4 separate regions of the Mus musculus genome follow, and all the other regions are linked to region 2. The links are chromatin contacts, called in public ChIA-PET and HiChIP or PLAC-seq maps. All regions are on one chromosome and are shown on one strand. Each heading gives the region's core, a stretch centred on a gene start, on an enhancer-like site or on the middle of the called end of the contact. The rest is flanking DNA. Distances are from core to core; before and after follow the strand shown. Region 1 holds the start of Socs1 (suppressor of cytokine signaling 1). Region 2 overlaps Litaf (LPS-induced TN factor). Region 3 holds the start of Rmi2 (RecQ mediated genome instability 2). Region 4 has its middle 10 kb from the start of Prm1.

Region 1 (4,461 bases), core at 1,727-4,226, 190 kb after region 2:
CAGTGCACCTGCAGCCACCACTGCCGGAGCTGCAGCCAGGCAGGCCACGCGGGCTCTAGCTCCAGCCCCAGCCCTGGCCCGCCCATGAAGCACCCCAAGCCATCCGTGCACTCTCGACACTCACCTGCAAGACCCAGCCACCGCGGGAGCTGCCCCAAGAACAGGAAGACCTTTGAAGGGAAAGTGAGCAAGAGAAAGGCCGTCAGGAGGCGGAAACGGACTCACAGAGCTAAGAGGCGTAGCTCAGGTACCTGCAGGGCAAGCGGGGACAAGGGAACACTGCAAGGCTGCCCAGGCGGTCATGGCTTACCTGAGCAACACGCACTCAATTGCTTTCCAGATGGAGTGGAATGGACTGGGGGGAGTGGAGGGGGAGCAGACAGGTATTAAAGGTCCTTTTTCCATTCCTGTCTTTTAGGGCGAAGATACAAGTGACGCACTCCAGGATGTTCCTGTGTCCATTTGATCCCAAAATGAGATAGCCATCACTAGGGGACTGTTGGGATGATGTCACAGGAACATGTCACTGCAGCAATTTCTATGCAACATGGATTAAAGCTTGTACCCTGGAAGACTAGTCTTGAGTCAGCAGCTTTTTAAAAAAAAAAAAAACAAAAACAAAAAAAAAATGTATGTGTACACTGTCGCTGTCTCCAGACACACCAGGAGAGGGCATCAGATTCCATTACAGATGGCTGTGAGCCACCATGTGGTTGCTAGGAATTGAACTCAGGACCTCTGGTAGAGCCGTCAGTGCTTTTAACCGCCCGGCCATCTCTCCAGCCTGAGTCAGCAGTTTTAATTTTTTTAAATAAAGCATTCCTATCCACAAGGGATGCTTGCACGCAAGTGTACACAGCAGACATGACAGCAAGGCAACATTGCTTGGCTAACGGACCAAGTTCAGGGAACTGAACTTCCCAGAGCTTTCCCAGAAGTGGGACAGGCTATCTACCTCACCGCACAATCTCCCAGTCCCTCCCTCTCCCATCTGCGTTGACACTTTCAAAATCACACAGGGGCAGTGGGCAGTACTTCCCAGCAGGACACTGTGAATGCTGGAAAAAGGTGGCTTGCAGGCTAGGCTATGGAACCACGTTTTGCATCCAAGCCTGCAGGACCCTACAATGGCAGCCACTGTACAGTGGGTACTGGGCTCTCTGGACCCCTGGGGGTGGGTCAGGAAGCAGCTATACAGCTCAGCATGTTTCTTTTTCACAACTTTTAGAAACTGAAACCAAGTTGTCCAAAGACAGCTTGACTTGCCCTGTACTTTAGATGGAAGGAAGGCAATCAGATCCCTGGCATATATACTAAAGACTGCATCACTGGAATGTGATGGATGGGAGAGGGCTAGCCAGGGGCAGGGCGAGAGGACACACCCTCTGACTGAGGAGGAGGGGAGATTTCCTGAGAGCAGGCAGAGGTGGAGGCCTGGAGTCCTCTATTTATAGGGTTCTTCTGAAAAGGTCTGCCAAGAGCTTGGCAGGGAGGCAGGCCTGCAGGAGCCAGCCCAGCCTTGTCACCCACCTCAGCACCAATAAGCCTGCCAAGTCCCAAGGGGATACTGTACCCCAAGAGGTTTTCCTCACTTTGCCTGGGCTGGAAGCACAGTTTGGGGATGGAGTTCACCAACCCCAGTACTACTAAAATAGGCTGGTACAAGGCCCTGTGTTTAGTCCCCAGCACTGCAAACAAGCATCCGTGATGCTTGCCAGACCAGAAAGACCTGAAGGCCAGTCTAGGCTGAGACGCGCTAGAGGGAGGCAGTGCTACAAACCCAGCCTTTATCGCCCACCAAGGGTTAGACTGACCATGGCTGCACCACAACCACAGCCACACAAATTCAAGCACCACAAGATAAGTTTGGTTGTGCTTAGGATGAAATATGGCGCTCTGTGCTCTGTCTGGGGAGACCAGGACTTGGCCTCAGAGCTTCAGAGGAGCCGCCTGACAGCTAACAGAGAAACCTGTAGAGGGCAGTGTGCGTCACTGTGAGCACAGGGAAGCCTGCACGCGAACCTCATCCGCCTTCATTCATAAACATCGTCAGCCAGGCACCCACTCCTGGCCTTTCAGGACAAACTGAATCACGAAACCACACAGTGTCCTAATGATAGGTCTGACTGCCTGGATCCTAAGCCAAGGTGTGCTCGGGGCCCCTTGTACAGGCAGATGCTTGCTGGAGTCTTGACCAAAAGTTTGGGGATTACAGCTTTTTTTGGAATCACAGCCCCGCCCGGGGCCTCAGTTTCTCCGGCTGCCCACGTAGTAAGAGTGCAGAGAGTGAGTCCAGGCCCCTGGGAACCCAGCCCAACCCCGCCCGGTTTCCGAGGAACTAGGCCGGGAGCGGGGGCGCCCCTCCCGCACCGCCTTAGGCTTCCTTTGAAGCCTCTGCGGTCAGGCCACCGCTTCCTGGGAAGCCCAAGCCAAGGCCAGGCCGAATGGCCAACGGGAGGGGCCCGCACGCGGCTCTGGAGGAGGGCGGCGGCCCCACAGGTCTCTAGGACTAGCTAGCCGGGTTCCAAGAAGGGTCGAGATTGCCAAGGCCTTCGGGTCCTGGGCAGGAAGGACCCTGGCAGGGAGGAGCTGCTTGGGGAGCACAGGGTCCAGGCGAGGCGGAGCCCTAACCAGAAGAATGCAGACACCCGGAGGGGAGGAGGCGTGTCAGCCCCGCGCTAGCATCCCACACGGCGGGCTGCGATTTGGGGCGAAGGTAGAGCAAAAGAGCGGGCACCAAGTCCTAAGCACCCCAGGCACGGAACACAAGATTCCGGTTGGAGCCGGAACCCCAGAGGTCCCAATGTGGGAAGGTGCGAGGCGAAACCAAGTTAGAGGAACCGTCTCCAGGGAGAGCCTCAGGAGTCTAGAGAGAACCCGAAAGACTTGCCGGAAAGAGAAACCGAAAGCGGGGGTGGGCTGGACCTGTGGGCGGGGCCTGCCTGGTTTAAGAGCCTGATGCAGGGGCGGGCAGCAGCAGAGAGAACTGCGGCCGTGGCAGCGGCACGGCTCCCAGCCCCGGAGCATGCGCGACAGCCGCCCCGGAGCCCCCAGCCGCGGCTCCCCGCGTCCTGCCGCCAGGTGAGCCAAGGCAGCTGCGAGGGAGCAGGCGGGAGGGGATGGGAGGTGATGGGAGCAGAGCCCGGCAGGACTAACCTCGCAGACTGTATGGCAGGGTCGAGGATGCCACGCCTCTGGCGCCCCCCCACCCCCGCCCCGGCTCCCCCAGGAGGCCCCTCGCTCGAGCGGGGCGCCGTCAGCCCCTCCTCTCCGGCCCTGAGCCCTGATCCTCCGCCCGGGTTCCAGTCCCCGGCGTGGCCAGTAGGCGGCAGCCGCGAGGCGACTAGCCACCAGCGGGGACGGCCGGGAGTCGGGCCCCTCTCCACGCCCCCTTCTCCACGCGCGCGGGGAGGCAGGGCTCCACCGCCAGTCTGGAAGGGTTCCGCATACAGGAACGGCCTACTTCGCAGATGAGCCCACCGAGGCTCAAGCTCCGGGCGGATTCTGCGTGCCGCTCTCGCTCCTTGGGGTCTGTTGGCCGGCCTGTGCCACCCGGACGCCCGGCTCACTGCCTCTGTCTCCCCCATCAGCGCAGCCCCGGACGCTATGGCCCACCCCTCCAGCTGGCCCCTCGAGTAGGATGGTAGCACGCAACCAGGTGGCAGCCGACAATGCGATCTCCCCGGCAGCAGAGCCCCGACGGCGGTCAGAGCCCTCCTCGTCCTCGTCTTCGTCCTCGCCAGCGGCCCCCGTGCGTCCCCGGCCCTGCCCGGCGGTCCCAGCCCCAGCCCCTGGCGACACTCACTTCCGCACCTTCCGCTCCCACTCCGATTACCGGCGCATCACGCGGACCAGCGCGCTCCTGGACGCCTGCGGCTTCTATTGGGGACCCCTGAGCGTGCACGGGGCGCACGAGCGGCTGCGTGCCGAGCCCGTGGGCACCTTCTTGGTGCGCGACAGTCGCCAACGGAACTGCTTCTTCGCGCTCAGCGTGAAGATGGCTTCGGGCCCCACGAGCATCCGCGTGCACTTCCAGGCCGGCCGCTTCCACTTGGACGGCAGCCGCGAGACCTTCGACTGCCTTTTCGAGCTGCTGGAGCACTACGTGGCGGCGCCGCGCCGCATGTTGGGGGCCCCGCTGCGCCAGCGCCGCGTGCGGCCGCTGCAGGAGCTGTGTCGCCAGCGCATCGTGGCCGCCGTGGGTCGCGAGAACCTGGCGCGCATCCCTCTTAACCCGGTACTCCGTGACTACCTGAGTTCCTTCCCCTTCCAGATCTGACCGGCTGCCGCTGTGCCGCAGCATTAAGTGGGGGCGCCTTATTATTTCTTATTATTAATTATTATTATTTTTCTGGAACCACGTGGGAGCCCTCCCCGCCTGGGTCGGAGGGAGTGGTTGTGGAGGGTGAGATGCCTCCCACTTCTGGCTGGAGACCTCATCCCACCTCTCAGGGGTGGGGG
Region 2 (4,268 bases), core at 985-3,484:
TAGCTAAGAACAATGACCTTGAACATGCCATCCCCCTACCTCCCTCCCTCCTTACTTAGGTGCTGACAGTCAGACCTATGGCTTCATGTGTGTTAAGCAAGGACTCCACCCGTTGACCCCCATCTTCCTCCTAGAACTGGGTAAACTTATGATAATCAACAGAAACTAATTAGTTTTCAGTTATAAAAGCTGGAAGTCCATTAGCAAACGGTATGAGGGAGAACCAAGTCACGTGGCAGAGGACTGAGGCGGAGGAGGAAGGCCACTAAACCTGCCTTTTATATCAACACTTGTCACTAGATACATTGATGATCTGTTTTTTTGGGTTTTTTGTTTGTTTGTTTGTTTGTTTGTTTGTTTTGGTTTTTCAATCTGTTCTTTAGTCCCCACTTCCCAGAACCACACTGTTGGGGGTCAGGTTTTCAACATGCTCTGCTTGAGGACAAGTCGGACTGACGGCACTCAGTGCAGCCTGCTGTGACTCCTCATGAGGGACATCACACTACTGAGGGCTAGGCATGGGCATGCCACCCCTCAGCCAAACTGCACATCTCGTTTGGATGCCACCAGTTCTTCTGTCCTATCTAGGGTCCCACGTTATGGTTAGTTGTGCTGTCTCACTTGCGGTTTGTTGCAGATTTTTTTTCTCTGGATCATTTGCCGGAATTTGGACTCTACCACTCTGAGATGTGCTGTGTTCCACATGGCAGGTTTTCATCTGCTGGGAGTGTGGAGAGCTATGGCGTTCTTTCCCTTCGTGGTGGTGGAGCGTCCCTGTTTTGAGAGGGTGAGGCCTGCCTAGAATGGGAAGACGTACAGGGCATGGCCGGGGGAAGGCCTGTGCTCTGTTTGTAGGGTTTGAGTTGAGTGAGGGAACCCTGAGTTGTTGGTGACCCACTGTGGAAAGAAACCACAAGTCAGGGTAGCATTATCTTGCCAGGAAGATGTGGTCCCCAAGCCTGAGCTCAGAACCTGAGGAAAGCAGAAATTAGGAAGGGGCTGTGGCCAGGGAAGGAAGAGGCCTTGTACAGAAGGTGTACCAGTGAGAGAGGGTGCACCTGTGTGTGTGAGAGAGAGAGGTGGTAGGGCCAAGGAGTAGACTTCACTGTGATAGAGAAAAGGTGAGGCCCCTGTGAGGCCTGGGCAGAAAGCTGCCTAGAAGACAGGGTCTGTCGTACCAGAAGCCCTCTGGGAGCTTACAGGCCTCAATTACACAGAGGAGAGCCAACTCACAGCTTAAAATGGAGTCAGAGGGGCTGAGAGTATAGCTCAGTTGGAGGAGTGCTTGCCTAGCAGGCACAAAGACCTGTTCAGTCCCCAGCACAACATAATCCAGCAATGGTGCCACAGGCCTAGAATTCTAGTACTAGGGAGGTGAAAAGCCAGGAGGGTCAGAAGTCTATGGCTAGCCTCAGCCCTGCCTAAAAACAACAATAAAAGAACATACAATACGGGATGGCAGAGAATGAGACACATCCTCAGGTGGGTCCTTGGGCCAATGTTAAGGTGCCATCTTGGCTTTGTTCTGGTAGGGGTCATTTGGACATGGGAGAGGGGCTCTACCTTGGCCTGTGGCTTCTTCCTCTACATTTTCCAGGGTTAGTGTAGCCTCTGATTTTGTCTTCCTTTTAGAAAGGCTCTTATGATGACACGCAGCTCCGAACTCTGCATGCAGGAGTCGCTGACTTGTCTTGGGGTAAACCGAGTTAAGGTTGCAGAATTTACTCATGCCCCAGGAAGAGGCAGAATCCGTTCAGAATGTCAGGAAGCCACGTAGGGAGGTGTCAGGAGGGGCCCACGCAGGAGTCACTGTTGAGTGGATCTCCCCGTGGGACTCAGAGCTGGTTGTTTGGTGCTACTGGGGCGTGTTGACAGCCTTTAGCCTACAGGACATCTGGAGGTCCAGGAGTCACCGTCTGCCCTCCAGATCCTTTCAACTTGTCTTTGTCCCTTTGTCCCTCATGACAGAGAGGAAGGATGGGGTCTTTCCCCTCCTCGCCTACACCCTTGTCTTCAACCCTATCTCCCTAATGCACCCCCTTAATCTTGTCCTTATCCTTCCCTAGACCCAGGGATGGGTGGACCTCGAAAGAAGCCCCTTCCACCAGCCTGGGGACTTGTGCCACATGAGCATTCACCAGCGATTACAAAATGAGCAAGCTGTGAGCCTGCTAAACTGGCGCTTTGTTTTCCTCTCTCTGGTTTCAACATGCTCTGCTACCGCCTCCACACTTCCCTGTCAGTGTCTATCCACCCACATCGTGGCTTGCTTGACCTCCTGCCTGGACATTCCAGGGCACCCTGCTGAGCCATATTTCACCAGTAGGAATCTGGAGGTAGCAAAGGGCTGGCTGCAGTCTCCGTCCGGAAAGTGGCCAGCCACTCTGCCCAGCTCTCACTAGAGCCTCACATCTGAATGGAAGTGTGAAGTGCCGCATGAACACTTGTCATGACGTCAGCGACTTCCCCTGACTGACAGACTGACCACTTCCTCTCCTTAGATTCTAAGTCAGAGCTTTTGTTTCCAGATGACCCATTGCGTCTGTGTGAGGAGGACAGACGTCAGCCTTGATTGTAGTTTCTTGGGAGTTCCACCTTACTGACCTAGAGGTCACCCAGTAGGCGAAGATTACTGCCAAGTGAGCCCCAGAGAGTTGCCTGTCTCTACCTCATAGCCATGAAGTATTATGCCTAGCTATTTTTAAAACATGGGTTTTGGGGGGTCAGACTCAGGTCTTTGTGTTTTCAAGACAAACATATCACCAACTGACCTATCTCCCTAATGCACCCCCTTTTTGAGAGGGTCTATATAGCCCAGCCTGGCCTTGACCCTCCAGCCCAGCCTCCTTGGGAATTACAGGCCTACATCAACTACACCTACCTAACTCTATCCTTCCAGATCTCGAGATGGGTCTTGTGTGGCATTTAAACGTCGGTACTGTTCTCTGCAAGTGTTTTCTCGGTACCACTGGGACTATCTTGTTCTACATTGCTTGGGACTTTCCTGGATTTTGTACCCAAAGTGTTACTTATTCAGGGAAGCCTTTTCTGTCTTAGGTAGGGTGGAGTAGTGGCTCACCTGTGAGTCACCGTGACGTTTTGGCCGTGCTTATAGCTGCTAAGGTGCTATTAACACATTTCCATTCTTGCTCTTTACAGAACCCACAGGGAGTCAGGAAGACAGGCAATGGGAAGGTGCCCTGGACAGCTACAGCAAAGAGCTAGGATGCTGGCAGCTGAGGCAGGGCTCCTACCTGTCCTGTGTGCTCTGTGCACTTGTCTCAGGTGGACGCTGGCAGCCGTCAGAGGGAGGCCTACGGAGACAAAGCCTGCTTGGGGACATGTAAGCAAGACTGCCAGTGCAGATCTTTGCAGTGGTGACAGAGATGAGACAGGAGCATGGGGCCAGGGAGGGACATTGGTCATTCTAGTTAGGGTGTGGTGTGGGTGTTAACTGGCTGGTTTCAGGTCTAAGGTCCTTGGAAGGACTGAGAATATGGCGAGAAACACTCAAAAAAGTAGAAAATGAGAAATGCACACTGTAGGACCTGGAGTAATACGAAAAAAACTGAAAAACATGGAAAATGAGACAGACACACTGTAGGACCTGGAATATGGCAAGAAACACTGAAAAACGTGAAAAATGAGAAATGCACACTGTAGGACCTGGAATATGGCGAGAAACACTGAAAAATGTGAAAAGGGCCATTTTGCAAGCTTGAATATGAAATTGTATGTAGAAAGTTCTGACAATGTCTCTGTGCCCCTCCCCGCAGGGTTGGAGATTTTAGTAAAGATACTTTGATGTATGCTTAAGCACAAGGGCTAGAAGAGTGGTGCTCAGAAGAAAGTAAAACACCCCTAAGAGTTTGGGTGTGGGGCCTCTCCAAGACAGTCAGCAAGGAAGACACTGAGTGCTGCTCCTCAAGGGGGGTCGCCTTGTGCTTCTCTGGCTCATCGGTGCCATATAGAAATAAGTTTCTAAGATGAGACCTCATTGTGCAGATGCTGGGTATCGTTTATCTCCACTCTATCTGGTGAGGCAGGGGCTTTCATAGAATTCAGAGCTGCCAGCTGACTAGAATGGCCGGCCGTGGCCCTCTGGGCTTGCCCCTTTCTCCAGCTGCTCAGTGCTGGGTTTCCAGGTGCCTGGCCCCACACCTGCATTTTTATGTGGGTGCTGGGGATCAGAACTCAGGGCCTCATGCTTACGTGGAAAGGAACTTACAGACCAGCAGAGCCATCTGTATAGCAGCTCCTTAGTGTTT
Region 3 (4,154 bases), core at 732-3,231, 140 kb after region 2:
CTGCATATACATTTCATACATCAGGATTTTTTTGTAGACATGTCAAAATGTAAAACATAGGCCAGATATAATGGCGCACGCCTTTAATCCCAGCACTGGGGAGGCAGAGGCAGGCAGATTTCTGAGTTCGAGGCCAGCCTGGTTTACAGAGTGTAAACCCAGGACATCCAGGGTTACACAGAGAAACTCTGTCTTGGAAAAAAAAAAAAAAATAGCCTAGGTCAGAGACCCTGACTCTGCCTCTAGACAGAATTCAAGACTTTCTGAGCAGGAAGCATTCTTTAGAGAGGCAGGGCTGATTTTTACAGAGAAGGAAGCCATGGAAAGGCAGGCCTGCTGAATCTGTAGGCTTCCTTTAGAAGTCTCCTGGAGCCTGTGTTGAAGCTTCAGAGTCAAGTATAGGCAGGCCTTGTCTATCTGGGTCACAGGTGCAACCACGCAGTTCACGAGGCCCTGTGTATGATATGTGTTTCCTAATGAGATGAGGCTCCAGGTACCTGATGCCGGTCTCAGAACATCTGCTTCTCAGAACACACAAGTGCCAGGCATTGGACCAGATGCTAGAGTCAAGCTATCAGAACCACAGTGCAAGAACTGCAGTAGCTCAAAGGGCAGCCTCAAACCCTGCAATATCAGCATCTCCTTAGAGGGTATTAGAAACAACTCTTAAGACTCAGAAAACCTGCTGGGCGTGGTGGCACATGCCTTTAATCCCAGTACTAGGGAGACAGAGGTAGGTGGATTTCTGAGTTCGAGGTCAGCCTGGTCTACAAAGTGAGTTCCAGGACAGCCAGGGCTATACAGAGAAACCCTGTCTCGAAAAAACAAACAAACAAACAAACAAACAAAAATATGAGTACAGACTTAGGGCTGGGATTGCTTGCGTAGCATGCACAAAGCCCCCAGTTTGATTCCCAGCAGCGTATGAACCAGATGGAGCAGCATATGCCTAGAATCCTAGCACTCAGGAGATGGAAGCAGGAAGCCCGGGTGTCCAAGCTACACAATGAATTTTAGGTCAGTCTAGGCTAGACACTGCCTTAAAAACACACACACACACACACACACACACACACACACACACACACAGAGAAAAAGACAAGCAGACATTTCCTGAGAAATTATTTTCAAAACATACGGGGAAAAATGAGAAAAACATCTACAGGGATAGAACTGTGACACAGAATTGCAAGGCTCAAAACTGGGAAGGTGGGATAGCCTCGGGAACCTACAGGCGTTTTAGTAGATGTACTTGTTTACTATTCTCGCTGTCTGGGTTAAACCCAAGGACTCATCAATGTTAGGAAGTGCTCCCACCCCAGGCCCTCTTTACTTTTTGTTCTGAGACAGGCTCTCACTGAGTTGCCTTACGTTGGCCTTAAACTCACTTCGTAGCTCAGTCAGGCTTTGAACTTTGCCATCCTCCTGCCTCAGACTCCTAGTATTGGGATGGAAGATGTGTACCTCCAGGCCCGGCTGGAACCTACATCTTAGAAAGCGGGGATAGGTGTTGCTGTCATCCAAGAGGATGGGTGGGGAGTCACTTGACAGGGGCTGGGCCAGGAAGGAGGGCTAGAGCCTGGAGGTGGGACCGCCCCGCCCCGCCCCGCCCCGGGGAGGACCTGCAGAGCCGGTCCCGCCCACGTTACCTGGGAGGAGGCAGGGCCGGCCGCGTGGTACGCGCTCCAGGCCGCGCACAGAGAAGGCTCCGCTCGAGTCGCGCAGCCGGGCCTGGCCGCCTTCCGCCGCCAGCACGGTACCCTGCATCCACACGGCCACCAGCTCCAGCGGAGCGCGGCCCACCGCCGCCCGCGACAGCCGCCACGCGCCCGGGCCACCCTCTGCGTGCCGCCGCAGCTGTCCTGCCAGTACCTTGAGTGGCGGCAAGCGCGGCAGCCGCACGGCCCCGGGGCCACCGGAGGACAGCGACTCGGACGCCGCAGCCGCCATGCTGCGCCACCACCGCTTTCCCGCCAACTCTGACGGACGGCGGGGGTTTGGCGAGCGGCAGCCAATCAAGAGCGCGCCTGCCCGAGGCAGCCAATGGATGGGGGCGGGACAGCCGCGTAACCGCCAGAAGCTGAAAGATTCAACTGAATTAAATAGAAAATAGATACGCTAACAAATGCAGGGAGATACGGAATTTCCTCTCCTAAGGAAGAGCAACGATTTAAGCCATATGTCTCCGTTCCAGTTTACTAAAAAATAAGACGCACTCAACAGTAGTTGTAGATGATCGATTAATTTTAAGAGCCGAAATAAAATGTGCACCCTTAGCAAAACATTACCACACGAAAAGCCGAGATGCAAGTAGATCCCTTGGACCTTTTTGATACGAAATCACATCTACACACAGGAGAGAGAGTTCCAGAGGAATAGTTTAAGCATGGCCCCAAACACAAATTTATGAATGGATTGGTTGTACTCTTTTAATACCTCAGAGATGACGCTGAATATGCGCTGCGCTGGTAACTTTGGTTAAGATATCAAGCATCTTTAGAAATTGGTCTTGTGCCCAGACTACACACACACACACACACACACACACACACACACACACAGTATTCCTGAAATTATAAGAGTTTTATCAGGGGAAATCTTTAAAAAGAAAATAAATACACTTATTTGAATTTAACGATTAAAAAAGTATCAAAACAAATTTTGGTGGTTCACACCTATTTAACTCTAGCACTCACCAGGGCTGGAAGATGAGTTCAAGGTCATCTTTAGCCACAGAGTGAATTGGAGTCCAACCTGGTATACAAGAGCCCTTCCTGGAAACACCATAACAAGTAAATTAAACAATTTCCTCTTTCAGTTCGGGATATTGCTCTATAGGAGAGTGTTTACCTAGCAAGAATGCTCACCAGGCAAAATCACTTGCCACCAAATCTGATATCAGATCAGAGTTCCATTCCCAAAACCCATGTGAGAATTAACTCCCATAAATTGTTCTCTGACTTCCACAAGTGCGCTGCGGCACACGTGCATCCTGGTAAGTTATTCTCTGCTGGTGAAATGAGTCAATTCAAGCCAAATCGAAGTACGCAAAGGCAGGCTTATGGGGAAGCCGCTCTTGGGTCGGTTCTCTGGTCCCAAGGAAGGAGGCCAGGGAAGTCGACATGGGGAGGAAGACAGAGGGGAGGGGGTAGAGAAAGAGTGTGCATGTGCTGGGAGAGAGAGAGAGAGAGAATGCAGAGAGGGAGAGAGAGAGAATGCAGAGAGGGAGAGAGAGAGAATGCAGAGAGGGAGAGAGAGAGAATGCAGAGAGGGAGAGAGAGACAGGTGGGTATACAAGGTGCAAGGTAGGAACTAAGGGATGCTGGAAGGATGGGAGAACCTGGAGATGAAGTCCACTTTGGTTTGTAAAAAATGCACCTCAGCTGTTTGTCCCAAGTCTGAATCCTAACTCTTCCCACTACACACACACAGTAAATAAATGCAAAATATCTTTAAAAACACAAACAAACAAACAAAACTTGCCACCTTTGAGTGACTAATTTATCACTAAGTCTTCTTCTTCTTTTTTTTTCCTTCTCCGAGACAGGGTTTCTCTGTGTAGCCCTGGCTGTCCTGGAACTCACTCTGTAGACCAGGCTGGCCTTGAACTCAGAAATCCGCCTGCCTCTGCCTCACAAGTGCTGGGATTAAAGGCGTGCGCCACCACTGCCCGGCTATCACTAAGTCTTCTTACACAGTGTAGTATTCTGAGATCAGCAATACTGAACACTGAACTAAAAACCCATGTTTGTGATTGATTACAGCTGATCAGGAAATGATAAATGTACGAGGTGGCCTACCAATTACTTTGTGTGATCATTATACAAAGTTCATAGGTATCAAAATATCACAGTCCTATCAACAGGCACAACTAATTACATAATAGGAAATTTATGCTATTAAAATTCTCTCCCTTGTATAGTTTTGTTGCCTGCATGTATGTCTGTGCAAGGGTGCCAGATCCTGGAGTTAAAGACAGTTGTAAGCTGCCTTGTGGGTGCTGGGAATTGAACCTGGGTCCTCTGGAACAAAGAGCCAGCCCCTTCCTTCGTTTTTTTGTTTTGTTTGTTTAGGTTCGTTTTTTGTGTCTTGGGACAGGCTTTCTCTAATAGCCCTGGCTCACTCAATAGACCAGACTGTCCTCAGATGAAGGT
Region 4 (4,082 bases), core at 1,518-4,017, 170 kb after region 2:
ACCCACCGTTCTAGCCTTGCTGGGATTTACTGAGATACTCCAGTATCTCCCCAAACCTGAGGATTTTATAGATGGAATACTTGTGGATCTGTGGTCACATGCTACAGTTGTGGTACTGTTAATGCCCGCTGCCTCTCTGGAAGCTTCCTCTGAATCCTTTGAGAATGTATCTGCATCCCACATGTAGTAACTCCAAAGATCCGTCCGTACTCTCATGGTAATCTTAATTGGAGGGAGACAGGATGTGCTCAGATTTTTTTTTTTCCAAGACAGGGTCTCACTTTGTAGCTCTGGCTGTCCTGAAAATCACTACAAAGACCAGGTTACTCTCAAACTCTTAGAGATCTGTCTGTCTCTGCCTCTTGAGCAAAAGCTGGCCAAAACTTTGAGAGCTGGCAGACACCTTAATCTTTAACCATAGATGACACTTCTGCCACTGGAACCACCCAGTTTGGTGTCATTTGTTGCCATTGTCCCAGGACTTGAGTTCGTGATACAGCTATGGCTTTGTGCCTTTTGGGGACCTCGCTGATATGTTACATTAATTTGGGGGGACTATTAAGCACCCTGTGATTTTGAATCAATTGCTACGTGATCTTGAACAAATCATTCGGCTTCTCTGGGCTGCAGGTATGGTGATCCATGGTTTGGAAACTTTAGATGGGAGGGAGATTAACTTACGGTGGCCATGTTGTTCTGCTTGCAGAGGACTCCCAGACAGTCGTGTGCACCTGTGGAACCTATGGGGCCTGCACTCCTTACCTTGGAAGAGAGTGGAAGACGCACGCTTCAGAGACATTGTGACCAAAGTGACTGAGAATGGAAGGTTTGTCTTTAGAGGGCCTCTGTTTGCTGGCGATCATTAGTTTCTAGAACTTTCCTTCTAAGAGGAGGCTTATGACCTAGCAAAACCCAGTAATGTCTGACCTTCCAGTGGGCTTGGTAGGCACAGTGCCCAAGACTGCGACCCTGCTGGGGACAAGTTATTTTCAGTTATGGAGGAAAAGGTGCAGAGTAGTCATGCGCATCCTGGACATGCCGCCACAGAGGCAGAGAAGCTGAGAACTGAGTAGGCTTGGCCCATCTGAGAAAAATGTTTTGAAACGCACCTGACAGGTACTTGCTCTTTGCCTCCGTGACCAGCAAGCCACCATCTGCTAACTGGAAAGGTATTACGTTCTCCCATGCACCTGTGTAAGGCAAGCAACAATACCATGGCCTCTCTACTGATGAGGAGACTGAGGCAGGGAGCTCCCGACACACCCCCAGCACGGAGTAACTATCTATGGAATGTGAATTAGTCTGTATGGTATGTGTACACACGGGTGTGTAGGCCAGACATTTGAGGTCTTCCCTAGTCACGCCTCACCTTAGTTTTTGAAACAGGGTTCTCTGAACCTGGAGCTCACAGATTAGGCCAGCAAACCCCATCCCCCTTCTCTCTACTTTCCCCATACTGGTACCACTACTCCTGGCTTTTTATGTAGGTTCTGGGATTAAACGTGGGTCCTCATACTAGGACTAAGTTTTATTGCCACAGCCCCATAGTGTGAATTAGATGAATCAGAGAGAGGCCAAGACCTGTACCCAGCAGACACTACAGAGCCTGGACAGGAAGGAAGCACCCTGTACAGTCACAGTCCTCTACCTCCTGTTCATATATGCTGGCCCACTTTGTTGCTTTTGGTCCTTACATGAAGCTAGCAAAGTTCCTGCTGCTGATCCTGGTGGATGTGGAGATGGAGGCTCAGACAAGCTTGGCTGTCTGCTTCTACCTGATAGCTTCCTTTCCTTTCTCTGTGAGCTCTGGCCCAGCTTGGGGTCTGCAGCTGAGGACTTAGTCGGTCCTTGCCTTGGAGAGACTTGTGTTCATCACGAGGCTCATTCACATCTCTAGGTCCTGGTAACTGTAGCCCATCTTCTCAAAGTCCAATGCAGGTATCTCTGCCAGCCTCAACTGGTTCAGCTAACATCAGCATCTCCAGGGCTTGGAGCTGAGGCTGTCAGTCAGACACCTTTTTGAACCAGAAAGGACTAGGTTTGGAGTCCCCTCTTTGGACTGGAGATGGTGACACCAACCCTAAACATTTTTTCTGAAAGGTAGAGGTGAGGAAGACAAGCCTGCACTGCTTCTCTTCACAGTGAATGCCCGTGTCTGGGCCTGGAGACCTGTGCTCACACGTGCTCCAGAAAGGTCTCCTCACAAGTGCTTGGAAAGTGCCAGCTCTAAATGGGTCCCAGAGAGATTTCAGCTCTCATCGAAACACTGTTTTAACTGCAAGCTAGTACCCACACACATTGTGACCTGCAGGACAAAGGCTGTTTTGTGTTTGTTTCCCTTCCTGTAACCCAACCTGAATAGCAATAAATAGGAGACGCAGAGTACATTCACCCCAGCTTTCTTCTCTTTTCAGATGAGACTGTCGGGCAGGGCTTGGCTTGCTTTCTTCTACTTTAATTCAGAAACAATCGTTTCATTTGTATTTCTGTATTCTTGTTCTGAAATTCTGTATACCAGTACCACGACATGGGCACTCTACTGCTAGACTTCAAGACAAGGGCTTTACTGCCCCTTTGCAGATGGAGAAACTGAGGCCCTGGCTCAGACCGAGTCCCCACTGTAGGTTGTTGCTTTGGGCAGGGGGCGGGGAGGGGTTGTGGATACTGCCTGGTGGTTCCCCCAGCTCTGCCACTGTCCTGGCTTCCCCCAGGCGCTGCAGCTGTCCTAGGGTGCAGAACACTGTGCACACGTGCTGATAGCTTACCGTGAACTGCTGCCTTCTTCACTTAGAGCAGCCAGCTGTGGCAACCAACCACAGAGCAAGTGCAAATGAGCCACAGTTGGCCACTTAAGTTTCTCTTTCCTGTCAGATGGGTGACTTATGGGACCTGTAGGTGTGCAGGGCCACAGAAGGGACCTGGCTGGCTTGTCCTTGAGAAACACACACAAGAATACCTATGAGCTATTTGACTATTTCACCAGTCACAGAAAGATCCCTGGTAATGAGTTCCAGAAGGTTCCTTCATGGCCATTCTAAATCTCCCCAGCACACTATTTAGCCAAAGACTCTGCCTTCTTAAAATGTTACCTTTTCCTGGTTTGCTTGTTTTTGTTTTGTTTTTGGAACAGTCTCATTATGTTGCCAAGGCTAGCCTGAAACGATCAAACTTCGTGTTCCCAATTGCACTGAACTTCCTTTGTCTTAACTTTATCGCACTAATATTTTTTGTGTGCTTATGTGCATGAGCATCCGTGAACGGCAGTGAGAGTGAGAAGATCAGAGAACAACTTGTGAGAGTCAGTCTTCTTCCATTCGTGGGTCCTGGAGATTACACTCAGTCATCGAGCTTGGTGGTACGAGCCATCTCTCCAGGTGCACGACCATCTGTCTGAGCATGTATGCGTCTACATGCATGTGTGTGGATACATGATATGTGTGAACATGTGAAGGGCTGAGGTTGTTCAGTAACACTCCACTTTTTTGATGCATGGTCTCTCCTTTAATTCAGTTTGGCAATCCCATCTAGTCTAACTTGCCAGATTGCCCCAGATATCCCCATCACTGCCTCCTGAGTGCCCACACCTGCCTAGTTTACCTGGGTTCTGAAGGTCCAGGTTCTGGTCCTCATACTTACAAAGCAAGCACCTTATTCACTGAGCCATTCCCCTGGCCCTTTGCTTTGTTAGGATCTCATTGTATAGCCTAGGCTGCCCTTGAATTTGTGACAATTCTCCTGCCTCAGTCTTTTTTTTGTTTGTTTGTTTGTTTTGTTTTTGTTTTTTTTTTTCAAGACAGGGTTTCTCTGTGTAGCCCTGGCTGTCCTGGAACTCACTCTGTAGACCAGGCTGGCCTCAAACTCAGAAATTCGCCTGCCTCTACCTCCCGAGTGCTGGGATTAAAGGCATGCACCACCACCGCCCAGCCCTGCCTCAGTCTTCAGTGTTGGGATTATAGGCAATAGCAACTATGCCTGATTTTTTTTTTTGTTGTTTTTTGTTTTTGTTTTGTTTTTGGGGACAGGGTCTCACTTGTAGCCCCAGCTGGCCTTGAACTTGAACTCACAAAGACCTTCCTGTCTCT

What was found. ChIA-PET counts read pairs in DNA pulled down with a chosen protein or histone mark. HiChIP or PLAC-seq counts read pairs in DNA pulled down with a chosen protein or histone mark.
Region 1: an HNF4G HiChIP or PLAC-seq map of pancreatic cancer cells shows a contact between it and region 2. The contact joins the promoter of Socs1 here to the enhancer-like site in region 2. A contact is called at or near these places in 11 of 39 promoter capture datasets (the 3T3-L1 cell line, 3T3-L1-derived adipocytes, cranial neural crest and 6 more), 5 of 484 Hi-C or Micro-C datasets (liver, muscle stem cells, natural killer cells and 1 more), 2 of 115 datasets of contacts at active chromatin or transcription factors (memory CD8 T cells and pancreatic cancer cells) and 3 of 9 other capture datasets (adipose tissue, liver and pancreatic islet).
Region 3: a FOXA1 HiChIP or PLAC-seq map of pancreatic cancer cells shows a contact between it and region 2. The contact joins the promoter of Rmi2 here to the enhancer-like site in region 2. A contact is called at or near these places in 10 of 39 promoter capture datasets (cranial neural crest, embryonic stem cells, frontonasal cranial neural crest and 6 more), 2 of 115 datasets of contacts at active chromatin or transcription factors (memory CD8 T cells and pancreatic cancer cells) and 1 of 9 other capture datasets (adipose tissue).
Region 4: an RNA polymerase II ChIA-PET map of memory CD8 T cells shows a contact between it and region 2, with 9 read pairs. The contact joins two enhancer-like sites. A contact is called at or near these places in 11 of 39 promoter capture datasets (the 3T3-L1 cell line, 3T3-L1-derived adipocytes, cranial neural crest and 6 more), 2 of 115 datasets of contacts at active chromatin or transcription factors (memory CD8 T cells and pancreatic cancer cells) and 3 of 9 other capture datasets (adipose tissue, liver and pancreatic islet).

What each region holds. Positions count from the first base shown.
Region 1 is chr16:10,784,051-10,788,511 of GRCm38.p6, reverse strand. It overlaps Socs1 (suppressor of cytokine signaling 1), which reads left to right and starts at 2,976. Exons shown (of 2, transcript NM_009896.2): 1 at 2,976-3,081; 2 at 3,591-4,461. The coding sequence starts at 3,641. The coding sequence ends at 4,279. Tnp2 (transition protein 2) reads left to right here. Exons shown (of 2, transcript NM_013694.4): 1 at 1-247; 2 at 419-577. The coding sequence ends at 435.
Region 2 is chr16:10,974,502-10,978,769 of GRCm38.p6, reverse strand. All of the region lies in intron 1 of Litaf (LPS-induced TN factor), which reads left to right. Among named protein-coding and RNA genes, the nearest start is that of Litaf, 16 kb to the left of the region's middle. Within about 2 kb of position 2,234, at least 163 of the 459 cell types and tissues checked have an H3K27ac peak or open chromatin away from gene starts, as enhancers often do. A contact at or near this core is called in adipose tissue, hematopoietic stem and progenitor cells, liver and 5 more, where this site is marked.
Region 3 is chr16:10,832,886-10,837,039 of GRCm38.p6, reverse strand. Rmi2 (RecQ mediated genome instability 2) reads right to left here and starts at 1,981. Exons shown (of 2, transcript NM_001162932.1): 1 at 1,650-1,981. The coding sequence starts at 1,950. It also overlaps the pseudogene Gm17913.
Region 4 is chr16:10,805,011-10,809,092 of GRCm38.p6, reverse strand. No RefSeq gene overlaps it. Among named protein-coding and RNA genes, the nearest start is that of Prm1, 10 kb to the right of the region's middle. Within about 2 kb of position 2,767, at least 42 of the 459 cell types and tissues checked have an H3K27ac peak or open chromatin away from gene starts, as enhancers often do. A contact at or near this core is called in memory CD8 T cells, where this site is marked.